Linked DNA regions of Drosophila melanogaster: region 2 is linked to region 1. Evidence: chromatin contacts called from public Hi-C data. All regions are on one chromosome and are shown on one strand. The core of a region is the stretch at or near the end of the contact, and the rest is flanking DNA. Distances in the headings are between cores, read along the strand shown.

What was found. A called contact is a pair of places that touch in the nucleus more often than the background predicts.
Region 2: a Hi-C map of the Kc167 cell line shows a contact between it and region 1, with 4 times the contacts expected there. The contact joins the promoter of CG3226 here to the promoter of APC7 in region 1. A contact is called at or near these places in 1 of 1 datasets of contacts at CTCF or cohesin (the Kc167 cell line), 63 of 107 Hi-C or Micro-C datasets (the D17-c3 cell line, the Kc167 cell line, the ML-DmBG3-c2 cell line and 26 more) and 6 of 6 datasets of contacts at active chromatin or transcription factors (the Kc167 cell line and the S2 cell line).

What each region holds. Positions count from the first base shown.
Region 1 is chrX:6,594,309-6,600,225 of dm6, forward strand. APC7 (Anaphase Promoting Complex subunit 7) reads left to right here and starts at 2,780. Exons shown (of 5, transcript NM_132101.4): 1 at 2,780-2,887; 2 at 2,958-3,465; 3 at 3,626-4,296; 4 at 4,367-4,647; 5 at 4,718-5,391. The coding sequence starts at 2,786. The coding sequence ends at 5,003. Pat1 (Protein interacting with APP tail-1) reads left to right here. Exons shown (of 8, transcript NM_132100.5): 4 at 1-5; 5 at 76-177; 6 at 257-933; 7 at 1,006-1,163; 8 at 1,228-2,646. The coding sequence ends at 1,359. pigs (pickled eggs) reads left to right here and starts at 5,754. Exons shown (of 10, transcript NM_001298020.1): 1 at 5,754-5,917.
Region 2 is chrX:6,652,119-6,658,370 of dm6, forward strand. It overlaps CG3226, which reads right to left and starts at 2,130. Exons shown (of 3, transcript NM_132104.4): 1 at 2,028-2,130; 2 at 1,790-1,962; 3 at 995-1,612. The coding sequence starts at 2,042. The coding sequence ends at 1,108. pigs (pickled eggs) reads left to right here. Exons shown (of 10, transcript NM_001298020.1): 10 at 1-897. Cdc7 (Cdc7 kinase) reads left to right here and starts at 2,423. Exons shown (of 4, transcript NM_167080.2): 1 at 2,423-2,778; 2 at 2,942-3,362; 3 at 3,432-3,654; 4 at 5,489-6,252. The coding sequence starts at 3,032.

The DNA.
Region 1 (5,917 bases), core at 1,530-4,029:
CCACGGTGAGTTGTGTTCCCTGCCTTAAGTTTAGCCTGGTTATGCGTGGCTTATTTCAAACTTAATCCCCGACAGCACCATCATCGATGTTCTGCGCCAGGCGGCGAAGGCCTGTGTCGTTAAGCGGGACTTTGCCCGGGCCAATCTGCTCATCTGCCAGGCGGTGCGACGCGCACGGTAAGCAAATTATTCCACCGATTCGACAGCATTTTGCACTTCTCTTTCTTTTATTAAACTTTTTTTTTTTTCCCCACAGCGAGTACTTTGGCCCAACGCACCAGAAATACGGCGATGCACTGCTGGACTACGGATTTTTCCTACTCAACGTGGACTCGGTGTTCCAGTCTGTAAATATATACAAAGAAGCACTGGCCGTGCGTCGTGGTATTTTTGGGAATATGAACTTTCACGTGGCCATTGCCCATGAGGATTTGTCGTATGCCTACTACGTTCACGAGTACAGCACCGGTGACTTTAGCTGTGCCCAGGATCACGTGGACAAGGCTGTGAATATAATGCAGCATCTGGTGCCAAGCAATCATCTAATGTTGGCATCGGCGAAGCGCGTAAAGGCACTCCTGCTGGAGGAGATTGCGCTGGACAAGATGGCTGATGGCATAGATGAGGAGGATCTGCTGCTTCAATCCGAGGAGCTGCACAATTTCGCCCTGCTTCTCTCGCTGCAAGTGTTTGGCGAGGTGAATGTACAGACGGCGAAGCACTATGGAAATCTGGGGCGGTTATACCAAACGATGAATCGTTTCGAAGAGGCGGAACGAATGCACAAAAAGGCGATCAAAATTAAGTCGGAACTGCTGGGTCACTTTGACTACGAGGTTGGCCTGTCCATTGGGCATTTGGCCTCGCTGTACAATTACCAGATGAAGAAATACCGTGATGCCGAACAGCTTTACATGCGCAGCATTGATATAAGTATGTGTATATGGATAGAAAAAAAAAACAATTTGTTGTTAAATTTCACATTAATTTGCATATTTCATGCAGGCCTGCGTCTGTTTGGGAACTCATACTCTGGCCTGGAGTACGATTATTTGGGTCTGTGCCACGTCTACGAAACATTGCATAACTTTGAGAAGTATTTGAAGTATGCGCACAAGCTGGAAAACTGGCAGATGTTGCGTGGCCAAAACCTCACACAAAATGTACGTAACGTTTTGCATAAGTTCATATAATTAACATACGAATTGATGATCGATATTCTTGCAGAAGTCCAGCTATCCCGCCATCGAGGTGGACTATTCTATCGAGGAGGTCAAGGCCAAGTACTTCAGCATGTGCGCCTCGAAAAAAAGCGCACACCCCTCGGTGCACGAGGAGGACACGGTGAACGAAAACTGAGTAGGGGCTTTGGTGGGAGTGGTTGCCGAATCGGAACCGGAATCGGATATGGTAGCGGACGACGATGAGGAAGTTACAGTTGCACCTGCACTAGCAAACGCAATCGCACCCACATCCCCAGCAACGGATGGCACAAACTGGAGGGCAAACTGCAGCAGGAGCAGCGGCAATGGTGACAGCGGCGTCAACATCTGCAGTTTGTCTTAGATAATAGATTCGAATAAGTTAGCCCACGTTGAAAATGAGGAGGCACATCAAGGATCGACCCGGGTGTTCTTTAAGAATCTCTCAAAGTATGGTATGATAGCATAGCTTGGTCGAATTGAATATTCAACCACGTTTCGTTCAAGGTTTTTATTTGCCATTTCCATCGAAACAGACCCGTAGTTATAACCGAACTACTATACGTATTACATCGTAACGAGAGTGTGGGTCAGCTCAGCAAATTTTTCACTGTGTTCCAGTCATCATCGAATACGTCCAGTACCCCTAGTTCCCGAAGTTTTCAAGGATGCCAAGTCCAGTTTTTTCAGTCAGATAGACCTAGGCTAAGATGTAGTAGTATTGTTGGAGCTTCGGTTAACCGCTTAATCGGGAGATCGTTGAGCAAATAGTTTTTTTTTTTTTGTAAGTAATATATATTGTAATATTCCCCGCGTTTTGTTCCATGTACAAATGTTAAAAGTTTTTCTGGACTTTCGCCTCGAATAATTCAACTTTTGTATTTTTTCGAAAACCACAAAAAAAAGGGCCAGTCGCCGCCAGAGGACAAAGTTTGCTTTCGTTAGAGTAGCACGTGTATTTGTTTCAGTTTGTAATACCCCCCACTCCCCCTACCCTTTATAAGATTTAAAGTTGTATAGAGTGCAAGAAGTATGCCCATTGTATAGTCTAAGTCCTAATCCAAACGATATAATAAATATATATATATTTCTTTGCGTTCGCATTAAAAAAAAAAAGAAGAAAAAAAAATGCATGAAAAGTATTGTCGCAGCCCCCAAAAATTGCGAAAGGCGACGGGCAAGCGTTGTAAATAACTCGGGTTGAATATTACAGCTTCCAGTTAATAGAAAATGGTTTATAATACATATACATATTCTTCACATAAATAAATATAAATGAATGCCTATGAATTAAGACAATTTATACCATTAACATTTGCTACCTAGAGCGATACTTAATAATACACAATTGAAGTTGCAAAACTCTTTTTGGCATTACTTAGCGTTTTAGTTTAAGACCGTCGTCGTAAATCTCAAATAAAATAAATGCAAAAATCAATGGTGTAACTCTGTGTATTGTAAATGTTACGAAATTTGATGGGGTAACCTTTTTGGTCACTATTTAAATTTCGAATCGATATCGCAAAATCACGATTTTTTAAATTGGAAAGCATCTGGAAATTGGAAAGCAGGTGGCACTCTGTATGGCATCATTTTTGATAGTCGTGGAAAAGATGGAGATCGCGCTATTCGCGAATGCTAAAAAGCTTTACGATCACAAGCTTTACGAGTGCGTTATTCCAGCGGTAATATTCAATAATATCTAATATAATTCCCACATGGTTGTAATGCGCTCCATTGCCTACAATTTGGCAGGCGGATCTGCTGAGAACCGTGCTTAAGAATGATCGCTATGTGGCCACACTGGATGTGGAATACCAGGTGCTGCTCTATCTGCTCAATGCAAACTACAAGGAACGAAATTATCGCGCAGCTCTAAGGCATTTCGACGAGATCATCCATAAGCGGCGACTAATGATGCGCCACAAGAATGCCGTCTTGGTGGCCATCGAAAGTTCCTATCCGGAATTCGGAGACGCGGAGCAGCGTCGCCGTGCTGCCGAGTGTTATCGTCAAATTGGGAATACCGACATGGCCATAGAGACATTGCTTCAGGTGCCACCAACATTGCGATCGCCGAGAATCAATCTGATGCTGGCCAGACTGCAGCATCATGGCAGCAGACATGGAACCACCAAAAAATCGGAGGCCGTGCTCGCCTACAAGGAAGTGATCCGCGAGTGCCCAATGGCGCTGCAGGTGATCGAGGCGCTTTTGGAACTGGGAGTCAATGGCAATGAGATTAACTCGCTGGTGATGCACGGTAGCTACATATATATATATGTACATATGTACATAAATCATACTTTTTCCATTAGATCATTCAAAGTGATTCCTGTAGTTTGCACCCTATATGTTCCTGATTTCATGAAAAGCTTTTCAAAGGCTGTGTAATCCATTCATATCTTCGCCTTATCAACTAGCTGCCACGGTGCCCGATCACTTTGACTGGCTGAGCAAGTGGATCAAGGCTCTCGCCCAAATGTTCAACTTCAAGCACTCGGACGCATCGCAGACCTTCCTCATGCTGCATGACAACACCACGTTGCGATGCAATGAGCACCTAATGATGGCACTGGGCAAGTGCCTCTACTACAACGGCGATTACTTTCAAGCGGAGGATATCTTCTCGTCGACGCTGTGTGCCAATCCGGACAACGTCGAGGCGATCGGACTGATGGCGGTGCTATGTGGTCAGGAGGGCGGTTGTGAGCAGGACAGTGCGGATATGGATTACCTATTCGCAAAGGTGTCCTCCGAAGTGAAATACACGGCCAGCCATTGGTTTGCGCATGCCCAGCTGTTGTACGATGAGGGAAAATTCGAGCGGGGCTTGAATTTCGTAGAAAAATGCCTGGATTCGGAGCCGCGTAACCATGAAGCCCTAATCCTGCGCGGACGTCTGTTAATCGCGCTGGAGCGGCACACGCAGGCGGTGTGTGCCTTTCGCACAGCACAAATGGTGGCACCGTATCGTTTCGAGATCTACAGGGGACTCTTCCACAGCTATTTGGCTCAGAAGCGATTCAAGGAGGCCAATGCCTTGTGCAACTGGACGATACGCCTCTTTCAAAATTCGCCAAGGAGCTTCACGGTACGTGCTATATAATGCTTCCATTTACATGGTTTTATACATATGTATGTGGCTTCGCTTTTATCGACAGATGTTTGGTCGCACGCTCTTTCTTTTCCCGGATCCAAGGATGAGAAGGACTGCGCGGAAGTTTGCCGAAAAGTCACTGAAAATCAATCATATCTACACGCCGGCGGTGAATCTAATTGCCGATATCTGTCAAGTCGAAGGTCCGACCAAGGCCATCATAAAACTGCTCGAGAAACACGTTATTATCTTCCCGAAGGTGAATCTGCTCAACCATCTCGGCGATATAATGCGAAAGCAAAAGGAACCCGTCAAGGCGATGGAATACTATTACAAGGCATTGCGGTAAGTTGGGTGGTCGGGTCTGGTCGTGGAAGCAGCTTATAACGTATATGATCTATACGCAAAATTTCAGTCAAGATCCCAAAAGTAAGCGCACTTTGCGAGGACTACGTTTATTGGCGAAATCCGACGATGAATCACCTGTCCTGGACGAAAGTGACGACATTGGGATGGATAATCAGCAATCCATCAATGACCTGACCACGCTCTGTGAAGCAACAAATGCCCAGGGTGCCGAGGGTGCTGAGAGTGTGGAGAATTCTCGAGAGGCATCCTCCTCAGCAGCCGCAAGGTCAGGTCAGGAGGAAGATGTAGATGAGCACGATTGGATCGACGTGCCAGACGGCATGTCGTATTAGTTAGCGTTTGATATGCTGCAACGCACGTGTTACAGCAGGCAGATTGTGTCAGCACTTAATCGGAGAGCGCTGTTAATGTTAACATGGCTTTAATAACAGAGACGTGGTTCTAAAACCCATTTCACCATAAAAAAAATAATAATAATGTCTCACATACAACAATAGTCCTTTATCATCCATTGTCTAAAAGTGAATGTTTTTTTTTTGTTATTAAGAATTGTACCCCACTTAATTGTTTTCTCTACGCTCTTGGCACTGTTACTGTAATCAACATACCCGTTAAAAATGCCTCTCAATGTTACATTTTTGTTAAAAGATTGTGCCGCCAAATTTAAAATTTTAATCTCAAAATAAAAATATATGCAAAATGTAGACACTGGCTTAAACTAGATTAATTGAATATATATTTAGAGCTTACCCGCTTTATTCATTATTTATGCAGTGCTTTATAGAAGTTAATATATTTCCTTATCAAATTTCCTAGTGCATTTGAATTTCTGCAAAAAAAAAGAAATAATTCATTAAAGTATTAGTATCTATACAGCAAATAAGTTAAAAGAATTACTGAATATATATTAATTGTAAGATTTCATATTTTATAATTTAAAAAACCGCTCAAATGCCTAACATAATCCCTAACAGCTGGTTAACATGGCGCGAGAGTTTTAACAGCGACGTCGCCGTCGTCGTCGCGAGAGAGAGGCAGCGGCGCCGGCAGAGCCTATATAATGAACAGCGGCAGCCCATTTTTTTGAAATTTTTCAACCGACACCGCGCGCTGATGGTTGTGTCTCGGTTTCCGTTAGATCTTTTCGAAAATTTGTCTCGAAAACATGCGTTCAATTTTGCGGGAAAACGATATCACACGATGATATTTGATTTCTTTCAAGAGGATATATTGTTATAATGATTGC
Region 2 (6,252 bases), core at 880-3,379, 57 kb after region 1:
AAAACAAAAATAACTGAGAAACCATAGCTTTTAGAGAGAACGGAAGGAAATTGTTACATTGCAAACGAACGAACCGTGGCATCAGTTTCAGAAACCTTAAATAACTACAACTATTAAACATTTATTGTATGATTTCATTCTTTTTTTTTTTTTTGTTTCTTTAGATTTAGCAATGTTAACATATAGTTTAGTACATCGTACCTATGCATATAAATTACATACATCATATATAGATTGTAAATTGTGTTTGTCCAATTGCCCACATGTTGTATAGTTCTTATGTACTCGTAAAATCGGCCTTAATGTTCAGTCTGTCGATATCTTGTATCAGTTTCATTTTGTATTCTTTTCTTATCATTATAATTTGTATTTTGAATTTAAGTTGCGTTTTTCAGCTTTTTATTGTACACCAAATGATACCAATTTATGTATATGTAAACTCGAAGCGGCGAGAAAGATCGCAACCAAAATAATTAATCATTAATTGTTTAACAATTAAATTGTTCCAATACAAACAGACAGACATACACACACACCACAACACACACACACACACACACCTGACCCGTGGTGTAAACTTAATTATAGAAAATTAAGCAATTGCCCGATTTGCATGCCAAAAGGTTGATAAGAAATCGAGCAAAAAACAAGATGAAGTGCACCACGGGTTCTCGAGCGCTGGCCATGATGAGCATCGCATCACATATAATATATATATATTATATATGTGTACTTGGATATATATCGCAGAACATATAAAGTGTATTTTAAATACAGCTAAAGTGTAATTATCAATTCATTTCGAAAGCAAACTAACTATTACAAATGGAATAGATTAGACCGCAAGGGTGTACTCTAAGCGACGAGCAGCATAATTGATTTTAATCACAAGAATTTAATTAATTAAATAAAAGCCTATATACAAATATATATATAAAAAGCCAAAAAAAAAAAAAAAAAAAAAAAAAAAAAAAGAACAAACACCACTCGTTTTAACTTAATGCCCTAGCTGGGAGTTTATTTATCCACATATACAAATTGTGCTGGAATCGAAGCAGTGCCTTAGGTAGTTAGCTAATTCGCGAATGGGTGTGGTTATTATCATATCTAAAGATCGTCGAAAGAATCCAATCCGCCGCCCGTCTCCTTGCCAAGCTTCGCCTTATCCTGACTCTCGGTCCAAGCTTTGGCGATCATCTGCTTCGTCTTGGAGTCACCGTCGTTGTACATCTTCTTCATGATGTTAACAAGCGCCGATTCGGGATTGTCGCCATCTTTGGACAATTCGCTGTCCTTCTTTTGCTTCAAACGCTTCTGGATAGCGGTGAGCACATCCCAGTGCTTGTCCTCAACCTTCTGCAGATAGATGGCCACCATGTCGGTCTTGATCTTTCGGTAGCTCTTCTCCACATCGATACTGTGCAGCAGATTGTTTACGGTCAGCCCAAAGTCCTTGCCCTGAAGATCGCGCACATGGAGCTGCAACGAGTTAGGTGTGTAGGTGACTGTCACATTCTCCTCCGTGCAGCCCTGCACTCCGTTCAAGGTGATGAAGAGCTTCACGAACTTGGCGCTCTGGTCCCAGCCGTAGTCGGTCAGCTCGTGCAGATATCTGGGCGATCGAAATGGGGATTCATTAGTGGGGCTTGCATGGTTTAAGAAATCTCTGCCCATATATAGTGATGTAGAAAGATGTGGAACTACATTTGGGATATGGACTAATCCCGAAGAGATTTTGTGTTTCGGTCGATTGGGTGTTGGGTTTCTTGGACCTCATGGATTTGCTCACCTCTTGGCTTCGCTCGACCCGGTGGCCTGTCGCTCTGCCGCAATTTTGGCCTTCAACTCCAGATTGACAATCTCCCGTTCCGCCTCCGCTTTAGCGGTGGTCAGCACGTCTTTTACGCGGGCACCTTTCGCCTGCTGCAGGAAGGCCGCCAGCTCGGCCACATCGCTTTTCAGCTGTGTTATTCGATGGGTGTGGGGTTATTTCACTGATGGCTCGTTTTTCAACAACTCGGACTTACCTGTTCCAATGACATTTTGTTTTGTCTGAATAACAGTTGATTAATTTTGTAGGTTCGCAGAAATTTCGAGCAATTCAATGACGCCGGCGCCCGTGGTGAATGTACTAAAAAACGATTAACGCGTGGCGAGCACGGAGCACACTGCGAAAAATACTATTTCACGGTATTTTCAGTATATCAAGTGCCAGCTTTGGTGCACAAAATGTTACATTTAATTATTAAATGTATATATTACTACGACAAAGGGTTGTTTTGTTTTAGAGCTTACTAATGTCAAATTAGAAATACGTGATATTTGAATCCAAGAATGGGCAGATGACTAGTAAATCATGATCCATTATTAATTGATATGATTTTTGTTATAAACTTCTACTTCCGCCGGAAAAGCGATTTTCCCGCCAAACCAGGGTGACCAGTTGGAGGCAGCACACAAGCAATTTTGGTATTACATCCCCGGCGGACGGCGAGCACACTGATCCATAATCTCGAAAAAACCATCGATGGCATCGAACCGGCTGGAACTGAACCATCGATATTATCAGTAGCGCCATCGATGGTTTGATAGCACCTCAGCTCCCGCGGAACGCCGACCAGAACACACGATTCAGACAATACGACCAGTGACCAGAGTTGTTCATGTGCTCCATCCAGGGTATCCACATACAACCAACGGACGCTGCGCCACAGCCAGAGTTCCGGGATTAAAAGGGCGGCGCAGCAGGACTCCGGATTGGAAACAAAAACTATCCAAGTGAGTAGAGGAGTTGTCATCTCAGTTACTGCTGCCGCTCGTCCATACGGCAAATGTCAAAACTGTTCAACCGTTCGGAAACACTTTGCTTTACACTTTGGCCTGGCCGAGAACAGAAATTTTTTAATAAAAAAAATTCCGTGTCAAAATTTGCTCTTTTTAGGCACTTTTTTTTTCTGTAAAAACCGCCATAAAACCACCACAAGCACCATCAATACGCCGATGCCCAAGAAGATTGTGCTCCTGAGGAACAATGGCCGATCGAGTTATGTGCCAGGAGTTGGCCACACCAGGCAGTCACTATCGTCGCCCCAAAACGGGAGTGCCCAGCACCAATGTGGTGTACGCCAATGGTGGCGGATCCTGGCGTGCGGCGCCAAGGCAAACCCAAAGGCTGCCGCGCCAGACCGTTCAGCAATATGCCACCGGCACTCCGGCAACTGGAAGCGCGGGCAGGCATTCGGGCAGAGCATTCGCCACTGCGGGCGCCACCGAGGAGCAGACAGTGGAATTCAATGGAGCTGCAGTCATGGGTCTGCCCGCCACGCCGCGTACAACCAAACAGGCACGCAACAAAAGCGAAGGTAAGTTCAGTTGCTGATCCAACTTGTTAGTGCATACAGATGAATTTAATTGGTTGTATTTTGCTGCAGAAGCCATCAATGATCTCCTCACACGAATCCCGGACATTGGCAAGCTGTTCGATGTTCACAGCCGGATTGGCAACGGAACCTTTAGCACGGTGCTGCTGGGCACACTGCGCCGGGAATCGCATCTGCCGGACAGTCTGCGTCGCAAGTTCGCCATCAAGCATCACATACCAACCAGTCATCCGGATAGGATAATGAAGGAGTTGCAGTGCATGACCAAAATGGGGTAGGTTCCTCATTTCGTTTCCCCACTTGGTGTCCTGTGTCCTTTGCCCTCCCGTATCCTTATAGTATCGCCCGACTGGTTGTAAACCAAACAACCAACCACCCACCCCACCCACGCACGCCGCTTCGTCCCCTCGTCTGCGTCAAACGCCGTTAAACGACGTCAGCCGCCGGCAGCGGCTCCATCTACGTCATTGCAATTTATATTTCGCCGCACGAACGGCAAGCGAGATGGCATGATTGTTGTAGCGTTCGTTTATTGCACTTTCACACGCCATTCACGTGCCCATTTACAGTTACATTGAAGCCCACGGTGCACAGCGAGAAAAATTCGCCACCTTTCTCTGCATTCATTTACGCATTTCACATCACTTTTATATCCGAAATATGTTAGATCTGAATACATTTCGCATTTGTTTATGCAAAATCGCATCTGCCAGTGCACAGAGAGAAAAGAAAAGAGTTCGATATCGCTGTGATATGATAAGTTCCAAAGAAATTATAAATAAATAGGAAGTTCGAGTTCGAGTTCGAGACTCACCTCTGCTCAATACATTAAACCATTTTCGCATATCAAAATGCCATATTAGCTAATCTATACAATATATATCCAAAATTTCTTTCCGTGTGGCAGCTGTAACGTTTGTTTACAGCCCGCGCACATCACACATGCGTGGTTTTCAATTCAGACTGTTGTAGCATATCCTGCAATCCCAGCCGCCGGTTATCGATTGCCCAGAGCAATGGCCAGGTGATTAGATTAGCTACTCGTATTAGATGGGCAAATCGGTTCAATACCGCCTCGAACCGGAGGAGTTTTGGGTTGGCAGGTATCGTCGCCGGTCAGCTCATCGTCCGGCTGTATAATTTACCCCAAATTAGAAAATTAGAAAGAGGAGAGAGTGGGCGGTCAGTGGGTATTTTGTGTGTGTGTGTGTGTGTGTGTGTGTGTGGGCGACGTTGCGTGTTTGACATAAGCCGGCTGCCCGCCCCCTGATTACCCATCGCCCACCGCCCAACATCTTTGCCCCTCGTAGACCCACTGCCCGCTGCGATTTTGTGTCTATTCAAGCAATTTGCGCAAATTCCGCAGACCCAATTGCGTCACAGCCGATGATAATTATGACTGGGCCATGCCGAGTGCTCCCTCACGTATTCACATATGCCGCTTGCCATGTTCCGCACCCGAAGGCCCAGCGCCCAGTTCGCAAATCGCATCTGCCGTATCGCCCATCGCTCACCGTCGAGCTGCGCGACTAGCTAGAAAGTAGCTAATCAAATCAACTGTTTCTAAGTTACACCGAAATCAACATTCCACGCAGACATTTTAAGTAATGGAAATATATATGTAAATAACTTATACTATTATAAACAGTAGTAAAAACTGTCAAATTAGGTTGTACGTTGTATATTCCATATATGTCACAAATATTCAGCTAAAAATAGCTAGAAATCAGGTCCGCACTGGTTCTACGTGACGTCGAAGAATCACTCTCCCTTTCCATTCCTCTCTCCCTCTGTCTCTCTCTTTCTCTCACTGAAATGGAGTGGGCGGAAGTGTGCGTGGGCGTCTCTGTTGTTGTTGTGGTTTTCCCACACGGAACAACAAAGCAACATAAACAAGATGGTAAAGCTGACTTGCATAAATCCTGCTGTTCAGTTCAATTAATTTGATGTGTGACTAGCTTAATCACATTAACTACCCTTAAAGTTAATCAGGGTTGGTGGACACCTGTTGCTCAAATCACTGGTTGGGAATTACAGCCAAAAGCTGCGTATTCAAACTATAACTGCATAACTAATCTATTGTTTTCCCGCTCTAATTCGCTTCTCAGGGGAAAGGAGAACGTGGTGGGCATCCACTGTTGCATGCGTTATGACGCCTCCGCCGCTTTCGTGATGCCCTTCATGGCACATGACCGATTCCAGGACTTTTACACGCGCATGGATGTGCCCGAGATCCGGCAGTATATGCGCAATCTCCTGGTGGCACTGCGTCATGTCCACAAGTTCGATGTCATCCATCGCGACGTGAAGCCGAGCAACTTTCTCTACAATCGACGTCGGCGAGAGTTTCTCCTCGTCGATTTCGGTCTGGCCCAGCATGTGAATCCTCCGGCTGCGCGATCTTCCGGAAGTGCCGCCGCCATCGCCGCAGCCAACAACAAAAACAACAACAATAATAACAATAATAATAGCAAACGGCCACGAGAGCGCGAATCAAAGGGGGATGTGCAGCAAATTGCGCTGGATGCTGGTTTGGGTGGAGCAGTGAAGCGTATGCGTTTGCACGAGGAGTCCAACAAGATGCCCCTGAAACCGGTCAACGATATTGCGCCAAGCGATGCGCCGGAGCAGTCAGTAGATGGGTCCAATCACGTCCAGCCACAGCTAGTGCAGCAAGAGCAGCAACAACTGCAGCCGCAACAGCAGCAGCAACAACAGCAGCAGCAACAACAGTCGCAACAGCAGCAGCAGCCGCAGCAGCAGTCGCAACAGCAGCACCCACAACGACAGCCACAACTGGCGCAGATGGATCAAACAGCATCGACGCCATCTGGCAGCAAGTACAATACGAATCGAAATGTCTCGGCAGCAG